Regions from separate parts of the Ostrinia nubilalis genome. Here region 1 is linked to region 2. Evidence: chromatin contacts called from public Hi-C data. All regions are on one chromosome and are shown on one strand. The core of a region is the stretch at or near the end of the contact, and the rest is flanking DNA. Distances in the headings are between cores, read along the strand shown.

Region 1 (5,301 bases), core at 2,055-4,554, 160 kb before region 2:
ATTACACTATCGTTATGTGTATGTACAATGTACATGTACACACACAAGTAAAGCTCACTCGCCTTCGTAAGTTGCAAGAACTATACCTCCTTATTTTTTAAGTCAGCCACTGACTTAGTTAATTTAGATCTATAGTACTGAAAAGGCATAGTAAAGTGAATGTAGCGCGGTTTCTAGGAAAGCCATAGACACCGGCCTAAGACTAGCTGGTACCGCGCGTCACTCTCGCGTCGCTGCAAAAGCGCACCTCTACACAGAGGGCGCTGATCGACGGCGCGAACAAAATACAACCTTAGAGACTAACTCGCAGAGTAAATACAAATGAGTAGGTCATCTTCATAGAAACGCACCGAGCGCGGTTTGTATGTGAGCGCGCCAATACGTATGCGGCGCGCACGCACACACTGACAAAATTTAGCGTGGATTAGCGGGGAGTTGCGCCGAATTTTGTCAGTGTGTGCGTGCGCGCCGCATACGTGTTGGCGCGCGCTCACATACAAACCGCGCTCGGTGCGTTTCTATGAAGATAACCTACTCATTTGTATTTACTCTGTCCCTACTCTTGGAAAATAAATCTAGGTCAAAATTGTTGGAGTCACATCCCGACCCGATCGAGCTAACTGCGCATCTCGCTGTAATGCGACACTCCCTCGCACACCTCCCTGCGTTCGCCCCTTTCGATGTGACATCGATGTGACGTCACGGTTGCCAGGAGCGCAGTTAACTAATAAAACTCATTTTATTTTTACTCATTTTGTCCCAGTATTAACCTTACCACTGCTTCGGAACATTCAATGAGCCAGTGCTGAGAAAAAGCAGTGGAAGAAACTCAGTCACTATTGTCAACTCGATCGGGTTGTACTTATAACAGTTTTACAATAACAGTGTTTTAATAGCAAAATCTTCGAATAAATTAAATTTAAAATGCTAAGTGACAGATATTTAGTATAATATTTGACAAGTCACATAGTTTATGCTTACCTTCGGCGTCTTTCCCTCCATGACGGCGACACACGAGTTCGTGGTACCCAAATCGATACCAATGACCGCACCTCGGACTCCATCGGACCTGAGTTGATTGTAGAATTTGACGTTAGTGACGGATCAAAATGATGATGAGGACAGTCAGTGTACAACAGATGCTAATAAATTCAAGGCACAAGCATTGCTGTCATCTGGTCTCCCATAATGCTTCAACCACACCAACGCGTGCGGATCACATCACGGCGCCATCATAGGGAAATGACAGGTCGCGTGAACTGTCATGGGTCGCGCGACCTGTCATTGGCCTTTGATCGCGGCGGCGATGGCGGTCTGCACGCGTCGGTGTGGTTGAAGCTTTAAAATGTCTCCAAGTTTAACATCAGGTGACAAAACTTATACAATGTGTTAATGTACGAGAATGATATGTAATTGTGTTAAATTATGCAATATGCATGATACAACATTATTTGTCACATTTCTTTGCCCTTGGCAAAAACAACAACTGACTCACTAGCTAACACTGTATGTTACCCTAACCTAAGGATTTTTACAGCAGCGTCAAACAGTTTGTGACATCAAAGTGGTCAGAAAGTTTGCAGCACAACCTATTCCAAATGAGCTGGCTTCGGAACTGCTGCAACAAAGCTATAGCAAATGTCTAAAGAGGCATGACATCCTGAGTCTGCACTGGAGTGTAGAAATACATAAATAAGTAGTGTTCTCAGTGGAGAAGACACTTATCATGCAAAGGACACTACAACTCATCCGCTCAGTCGTGAGACTGATTGCAGATAAAGCAAAGAGAAAAAAAAAACCCTTTTCCAAAAAATCCGAATGTAAAAAAGACGTACCGTGAACTTTTTGCCTACTTTAGATGTCACATATTTGACTGTACAACAACCATTAAAAGTAAACTAAATTATAAGCATGCAGTACCCCGAGTATTTAGTAAATATAATATTTATGTAGTATGAGTATCAGGTTCGCAAGACATGTCGTCTTGGAACACAATCTACTCTACGACAATGTCGCACCGACCGCAAAGGCCTACAGCACACAGGTACAGAGACCGCTCAACGGTGCACAAGTTAAAGTAAACTAGTAAACATAACATATTAGCAAGCGTTCATGCATGAATTTCTAATGGCAAATACCTATTCACACTGGATGTACTTTTACCTTACGAGCTCTTTTAAATTAGATGTTTTGAGCCAGACAGTTATTGTGCGTATGCAAGTCCTCACACTTACTGTTGGTACTTGTAAATTTTATTCCTACACATCCTACAATTTTCCCATTGAACACTTCCAAGTAGCTTGTGCAGTACTTGTCTTACTTTTTTGTTATAATCTAAGACTTGTACTAAGATCTCCCTTATCAGGTCTCCCACTCTAACCTATACACATATAATTACATGAGTTATTTTGTCATTTGAGTCATAAATGACAGGTTCAAAATGTTGATGATGCTCATGCTTAATTTAGTTATTTTCCCTGTTACCCAAACTAATAGGTACAAAATTTGGCACTACACTAGGTTACTAGATAATTATGTATAGGATAGGTACAGTGGAATGTACCTATTAACTGAAAATATATGAATGATATTTGAGTGGAGAACATTTGGGGCCAATCATTTGGGATCACAATCAACTCATAGAGAACAAAATCGACATGTTACAGGCCAAAATATGAAAAGAAATTTCACGCGCATTTTGTGAAACTTGTGCGGCACAATACAGCGCATTCAAAGGTCACCCAGCAAAAGAGTTAGGTTATGATGAAATTCTGATGCAAATCTTAAGATGTTCTACTTACTTATTCCTGTATTGAAGCGCATGCCGTTGGTAGATGGGTACTGTTGGCGCAGCAGTCTGAAATTTAGAGAAATACTCTGAAAATTCTCTGACAAATTGTCAAACTAATTTTCCATGTGGGAGGTAAAGACCGGCGAGGTTTTCGTAAGAAATGTATAGATATTTACAATAATACTGCAAGCAACTACGAGGAATTCAAGCCTTTGACATTTTCCGCTCATGTGACAAACGATTTTCATTCGTTTTCTCAAATAAAATGGAGACTTACGTTTTTGAGGATTGTCGAGAAATTCCTTTGTGTGTAATACTCGGTTCCGATGCCGGAACACTCCAACGCCTTTCGGCCGAAAGCCCGCGTCGCGCACAACATTTTTATTTCAGTAAAAACAACTATTAATTTATTTTTTGACTTCAATTCACTTCAAACAGAACATGTGGGTGACGCAACTTCATGAAAGAACAATTTTTACTTTTTTTTCTGGCACACTCCGATTTTCTTGCCACACTGAAAATGGTGCTCGCCATGGAACATTCTCGTTTTATCAATGAATCAGTATGTTTTCAATGCCACAGAAAAAATATTTAAGCACTGTGATTGGTCAATGAAAATAAGAAAAGTAGAATAGCCAATCCACGTTAAGTATTTTTATTACGTCATTCACTAGTTCCAAAGGAAACGTACCTAATGTTATGTAATAAATCTTAAAAAAATATAAGTATCGAGCATATTTTAATTTGAAACAGTAATTTAATTTGTGGCAACAGTAAAGAAATAAATATATAAGATATTGTATTTTAGTTTTATACCTGTAAAAAAGGCGAACATCCATAAATACTGTTTACTGCCATCTAGTGGCGAGTAATTGTAACAGAATACAATACGCAGTGCGCACTCTGGTGGTGAGTAGTCAAATTACAAATAAGTATATGATACGGAGCTAGTATGAAATACTAGCTCCAGGAACTACAAAATGTTTTTTTTTATTGTATTAGGGCGCAAGTACACTATGTTATGCGGAAAATTTTCCAAGTCGAAGCTGAAGCGCTAGCCCGCACACCGAAGTTCGAACTATGGGCGACCCACGGTTGTTGGGGCACATTTTGGGAAGGAGAAAGTAACCGAGATGATGTTCACACTATTACGTCTTTGGTCCCGCATAGTGTACTGTAGTGTAGGTACTTGCGATTAGTAAGACCATGATAGATAATTTAATTTAATAAAAATGTTCAAGTGCAATGTAATTATGGTTTATTTATTCCAAAACATTCTTAAAAAACAAAAAACGAAATTCCATTAAAGGCGGAAAACTGAAAATTATGTAACAAAGCCACTACCTAGTAGATTTTATTTTTGTCAATTTTTTGCATAATAAATTGGTAATTAGTAAAGCCTATTATAATTAAAACTTATAAATAGACAGAAAAGTAATACCTACCTTACGTTTATAAATTAAACTATTTACACACGTTTTGTACACTCAAAGTAATTACTAGTGTAGACAATACTTATATTCTAAAAATCTACATTAAATGGACGGTTTTGAGATCAAAATATCACACTGCTTACGACAAATCTATACTTGGTAACTTAATTACTAAGATAAAATTAATTTTTAAAGGCAACTTTTATTCTAATTTTATTATTTTCACGTTGAACTAACTAATAATTCACGTTGACCGATGCGCTTCATATGCATTGCAAGCAAATAATTTCTACATAAAGCAAATAAACACTGTCGCATTTTGTCATCAGCTGCTAGAACAGGAGGGGTAGGGATTTCGGGGGAAACGGGGACTAAGGAGGCAATCCGGGGGATCAGGCTAATCCAGAGGAGGAAGTGGGAGCTGATGAGGGCAATCTGGTCCTGGGGGACAGTCCGGGGATCAGATTAGTCCAGAGTGGGATCTCCCCGCGGTTAGAAACTATACGGCAGGTTTCTAGGGTGGGGCTGTTATTCTCACATTTAATCGGAGAGATGAGGTAGGCTAATAGTCCATGGGGGAGCAGTCCATTCCAGGGCAGACAGGCTATGGTTGAGATAGTAACTTTTTGTCATCAGCTGCTGGTACAAAGGGAGCTAGCTGGTCCAGGGGGGTGGGGGTTCAACTGCCCTTTATAAGCAGAAGTATTTCTAGTCCAGGAGGGAAGCAATCTAGTCATGAGCACGCGCAGAGACGTGTTCTCTTGCTTAAGGAGTAGAAGTAGGTCGTCATCATGGGCATAACTAGCCTCTGAGACAGAGAGAAATGCGTGTCCAGAGAGGATACTATAAGTTTTTTTAGGTTCCCCCATTCTTAGTTAGACAATGAAAGACGAATGAGGGTTTTCGCGAATGAAAGATCCGCTAGATGGCGAGACGTGGATGTGGGGTCTGACTGCTGCGTGATTGGTGGATTTTGACATATCTGTCAATGTCATGTCAAAAATAACCAATCATGCAGCATTTGGACCTCGCGTCTACGTATTGCCATCTGGCGGATTTTTCATTCGCGAAAACCCT
Region 2 (5,256 bases), core at 708-3,207:
AAATGACTATCTTGCTGCTGGCCTGACAAAACAAGAGGGAAACAACAAACCACAAGATCTGGCCTGCTCTTGGGACCTAGGTTTAGGATGCGCGCCGCGATAAGCTTTTATCACGCCATTTTATCGATTTTACGCGATACACTATGGGTGTATCGTCTAAAATCGTCGATAAGATTTTTATCACAGCGCGCATCTTTCAAGTAATGAAAATGTTGTAGAAAATCTACGTCTAAAGACCATTTAATCATTAGATGTTGTGCTTAGACATTTGGAGTGTGCACATCTCTTTCTTTTTCTTTGATGTGAGTTAAAAAATAGAACTGCAAACATACAAAACATTTTTCACATCACAAATAAAATATTGTTTTTAGAAAAACTGCTTTTAGCAATAATTTGCATTTATTTTATTATTGCAATTTTTTTTACAATGTATAATATACACAGTGTATATACAAAGTATGCTAGTCTATCTCCTTATCACAGAATGGATTTGCTCAAGAATCTTGGATTGATTGCCAATACACACAGAAAGAAAAAATCTGCTTACCTTTAGGCCTAAAATCTCCCCTGCCGATCATATCCACGAACTTCTTCTCCGAGTCCAGGACCTGCTTCTTGAAGTTGCAGGCGTCGCGCAGTCGTGTGATGCACACTTCGCAGATAAGCCGGCTGGGGCCGTTGGGGCCTTCATTGTGTTGGGATATCTATTGCATAAAATAGCATTATTAAATCTAGCACCAATTATTTTTCTTTATTTCACTTTCTAATTAGATGTAACTTAAGTTAAGGTTAAGTTAAGGTTGAGTTGCACCACTAACTTTGATGGTAACTATAACGATAACCAATGTTTTTTTTGTATGGGGTTTGACAGATTTTTAATGTTTGTCAAAGTTTAAGTAAGATGGTGCAACCCAGCAAAAGTTGAATATTATGCAAGATCACACATTTTGTCTTTTTTTTTCCAATGCTTAAATGATATTTTGCTGAGTACTATTCCTAAATAAATAAATGCAGCATTCCTTTATGAACTACTGATTTTTACTGACTTGAAACTTTTAATAACCTTCAATTTAACTATTGAATGGCTAAGTACCTTTTGATATTTATTGAAGGCAGAGATGACTGTTGTTGTATATGAAAAACAATGATCTGGCAGAAAGTTAAAAACTAGTTTGAATCAAGCAGCTTAGGCAAAGAATAAGATTTTGTCAGAACTTCGATTGAATGTTAAGGATAGAAGGGTCGTAAATTGAAAAGAAACCAGTTAATACAGAAGCACTTTGTACCTAGCTATAGCCACTATATGGGGAGAAACTAGGGGGAGAAAGAACTGAAAAATTCGACTGAAAACTACGTAATATGACTCAAAGTAGAACTCAAAGGATAAATAAATACTCTAAACGTAAATACTCACACTAATATCAAAGCATTCAAGCAGCATATCGGCATAAACTTCGTTTTCGTTCATCCAAGTGTACTCGGTCCCCAAGTCTTTGTAACATCCCTCGGAGAGACAGCACCGGCAAAGCCCCGGGCTTTCCTTCACAACAATTTCGTCAAATTCCATTATCACAGTCCTATTCACCAGTATGAATTGAAAAACAGTTTTAATTTAAAAAATTAGAAGAAACAACATCGCGTTAATGCACTGCACCGCTTCGCTGTATCATCGCCATTTTGATTTCATTTTCTGTTCCTCCTGCCAAATGCCAATATTTTAGTTATGGAACCTAATAAATACTAGTTTAAAAAAATATCGCGTGATTTCATTGACATTAAAAAGTACCTTTTTAACGCCATCTAGCGCCGAGTAGAAATACTAAATGCTCTGAGATACAAGCTCCATCTAGTGTTGAATAGTCGTACTTTAACGTCGTCAACTTCTTTGTCTATGGTTATATTTTCTGCTGTCAGTACTGTAAAAAAAACAAAATGTCATTAATGTCACTGCCATTACAAAATTCACGAATTTTGGCTTTCAATTCGTGAATGAAATTTAATTTTCGTGAATAAATGGATTACTGAGACCTACTACAATGGAATTGGAAAATACATGCCGCTGTTGCCTATCTCAGGGCATGCACAAAGATTTGGATGCGTCGCACGTTTGGTTAAACACAGCTGAAAACTATTCCAAGATGTTGAATGATTGTTTTAGTATTGTTGTAAGTTTATTTACACATATTATACCCATAAAAGCTTCATTTAAACATTCTTTCATTCTTCTCTAAAGTATTTGTTTGCTTTGAAGTCATTTTCATGCATTAATAACATAGCATAAATAATGTCCCAAAGATGGAAGAAATCGCCAGTCGTGGAAAAGTCCGTCAAATTAGTATTTTTTTAAATAACACTGTCTAGCCCTTAACTACAATTACTTTAAAATAAATAGTATCATACAACAATACCTATGTACTTCTAGGACTATTTGTTATTTTGCCTTCTATTAATTATTAATATTCAATAATTTTTAGCTCTCATCTTCTAAATACAAGGCCAAAATCTGTGATGCCTGCATTGAGAGCCTGAGAACCTGCTTCAACTTCAAACAACAAGTGTTGAAGTCTGAACAGGAATTTCTGAAGATGATCAAAGATTATGATGAAGGTATGTACTTGTTTCATATGCTTCAATTTAGTTATATGTCAGAAAAATTATTAAATTTGGAAATTGTTGTAAGGATTTAAAATGCTGCATGGGAGAATTCTGCAAAATCTTCTTACTATATTATATTAAAGTGAGCTCAACTCTAATAAGAAATGTGGCTTATTATTTTGAATCTGTGTTCTATTTTAGCACTACTATTTACAATTACAATATAATAATAAAGGAAAAACCTAGGTCAAAAGGTACCTTGAACATCTGGATACATTGAAAAAGTTAAAAAAAAATCCAATAAAAACACAATAATGTAGTTGTGGGCTTAACTTATGAAGCAGACGCTCTTTTTAAGTGATCAATCGATCAATAAAAAGGTTTTATGCCATACTCAGAAATTAAACTGAAAATAGAGATGTAGAATTTAGAAACATAATATACCTATTATACACAACCTAACAGAATATTGTACTTGTTCACAGATGAAAAGCCTTTCGAAATAAAGCTGGAGCCTATTCAAGAGAGTGGCGACGACTCAGACGATTACTTCTTGGCTGATGCGGGTACATACATAAACTTTATTTTCTGTACTAGTGGCTGCCCGCGACTTCGTACGCGTGGATCCCGTTTTATTTCCTTTGGGGTTGGATTTTGCAAAATCCAGTCTTAGTAAGCACCTACATTCTAAAAGGAACCCCCATGCAAAATTTGAGACTCCTAGCACTTGTAATTTCTGAGATTTCATGATGAGTGAGTGAGTTGCCCTACCAGCACTTCGAGACAAACATTTGGCAAGTGCTGAGAAGCGCCGCAACAAACTCAGTCACCACTGTCTGCCGGTTTACAATTTTATTACAATAAGGGCCTAGCTAAAACTTGGCGGGACGAGTGCCCGCCTAAAGGACGTTAGCACACTTATAAACCCAGAAAAGGATCGTAACCGTATCAACTCGAGACGTTCAGTATTCTTGGTATGAAATTTCATACTGCAAACTGCAACGCACACTTATCCGCACCGCAGGGTTCGAAATTATCAAGATAATTACGCTTCATGATAATTATCCGATATTATCGGATATTGTTACTAAGAAATTCTGATTGCTAATGTTGTTTTATGTTTTTGGTTGCTGTTTGTTGTCAAGTGGAATATAGATAAATATTTTGACGCTAGATAACTAGTGATCATTGTGGAGTTAAATAGATAGGTTTTATAACTATCTATATTGATTAACGCCCACCATTAGACGCAAGTGCAGAAATACACGTTCGAAAACTTCGAATACATACAGTCCATTTTCACGAGCGCATTTTTTGTTATTATCAACCGATAATTATCCATCTGTTATTATCACGATAATTATCATTGATAATTATCCTTACGAACCCTGCCGCACCGTAACGTAAACGCCTCGCCTCGCGGTTGACAGCTCACGAAAGGCGATACGGTGTTGATCTCTTTTGTAGTTGATGAGTGTGCTATGAATGCTACATAAGACCATAATGATACACGTAAATGCACGCCCGCTCCCTACCGCGAGTGTTCATACTATTTTTTTCGATACAGACATGTGTGAGTTTTAGCGGAGGCTCCCTAACTGACAGAAATTCGTTTTTAAAATAGTTTCGTCTTCTGCCTTTCCTGCCTTAAAAAAACGTTAGAATCGTTCGTTCGTTTCAGCCAAATGACGTCCACTGCTGGTCAAAGGCCTCCCCTAAGAATTTGCATAACAACCGGTCCTGCGCCGCCGCCCACATCCAAGTTCTTCCCGCGTCCTTCTCCAGACTACGTCTTCCAGCCCGTGGTCGCCATTTAAGGCGATTAGAGTCCTCAATCCGCGCCAAATGGGCATTTTGTAAAGCCTACTCCTCTTTTACTGCTGGACAGAAATAGTTGAAAAAAATATATGTTATACAACAGTTCAAGGACTACATTTGTGACGTTTGAATTTTCGCTACGTCTCTTTGTTTTGGATTAAAAAAATAAATACGGGACATCGATTTTTTACTTAAATTCCCTACTCCTCCAAAACGGCTATGTTAATTTAAAAGATTTTTGTACGAATAGATTAGGAATTCTTTAATCTTTAAATGACACGTTGCGTTTTTCAATCGAACATTACTTTCATTCATAAATTTTACTTTTGATAAATTCCGAACGTTTTGCTGTTGAGGGGGCCTTCGCGGGGTGCGGGCGGCAGTCGGCCGCTGGCCTTCAGACGGGGAGGTTGTGTCACTCGCTGCAAACTGACATTAGCGATCAAAATGAATTTTTTCTTTGGCTGAGTTGCACCACCTGACGTGACCTAACTTTGACCGTAGCTTTGGCGATAACCGGTGTTTTTTGTATGGAGTTAGACAGACTTTTGACGCTTGTCAAAGTTGAAGTAAGATGGTGCAACCCAGCTTTTGTTCGACAATGGATTTTATGTCAGAATTATTCATAGAGTACGTGCAGTCAGACGATACAATTGAATTATGACGCGCTCAGACGCTGTTTTCTACCTAAATAGAATCTATTAGTGTAAAAAAACTATAATTGACTCCAAAACAACTGAAGAGATAAATACAAGTAGAAAAATTATTACGTTATTTATATTTACTAGGCCTTTGTAATCAGTATCCAAATTAGGAGCTAGTCAGAATCTGTAACTTAATCGA

Evidence for each region. Hi-C and Micro-C count contacts between places; a contact is called where the count stands out from the background.
Region 1: a contact with region 2 is called in a Hi-C map of whole larva, with 6 times the contacts expected there. The contact joins the promoter of LOC135086233 here to the promoter of LOC135086126 in region 2. A contact is called at or near these places in 4 of 5 Hi-C or Micro-C datasets (whole body and whole larva).

The regions. Positions count from the first base shown.
Region 1 is chr30:3,057,314-3,062,614 of ilOstNubi1.1, reverse strand. It overlaps LOC135086233 (heat shock 70 kDa protein cognate 5), which reads right to left and starts at 3,304. Exons shown (of 14, transcript XM_063981060.1): 1 at 3,069-3,304; 2 at 2,802-2,857; 3 at 982-1,069. The coding sequence starts at 3,170.
Region 2 is chr30:2,896,461-2,901,716 of ilOstNubi1.1, reverse strand. It overlaps LOC135086126 (zinc finger protein 1 homolog), which reads left to right and starts at 1,957. Exons shown (of 5, transcript XM_063980930.1): 1 at 1,957-2,165; 2 at 2,475-2,607; 3 at 3,081-3,161. The coding sequence starts at 2,037. LOC135086212 (zinc finger protein 34-like) reads right to left here and starts at 1,681. Exons shown (of 5, transcript XM_063981016.1): 1 at 1,415-1,681; 2 at 548-704. The coding sequence starts at 1,567.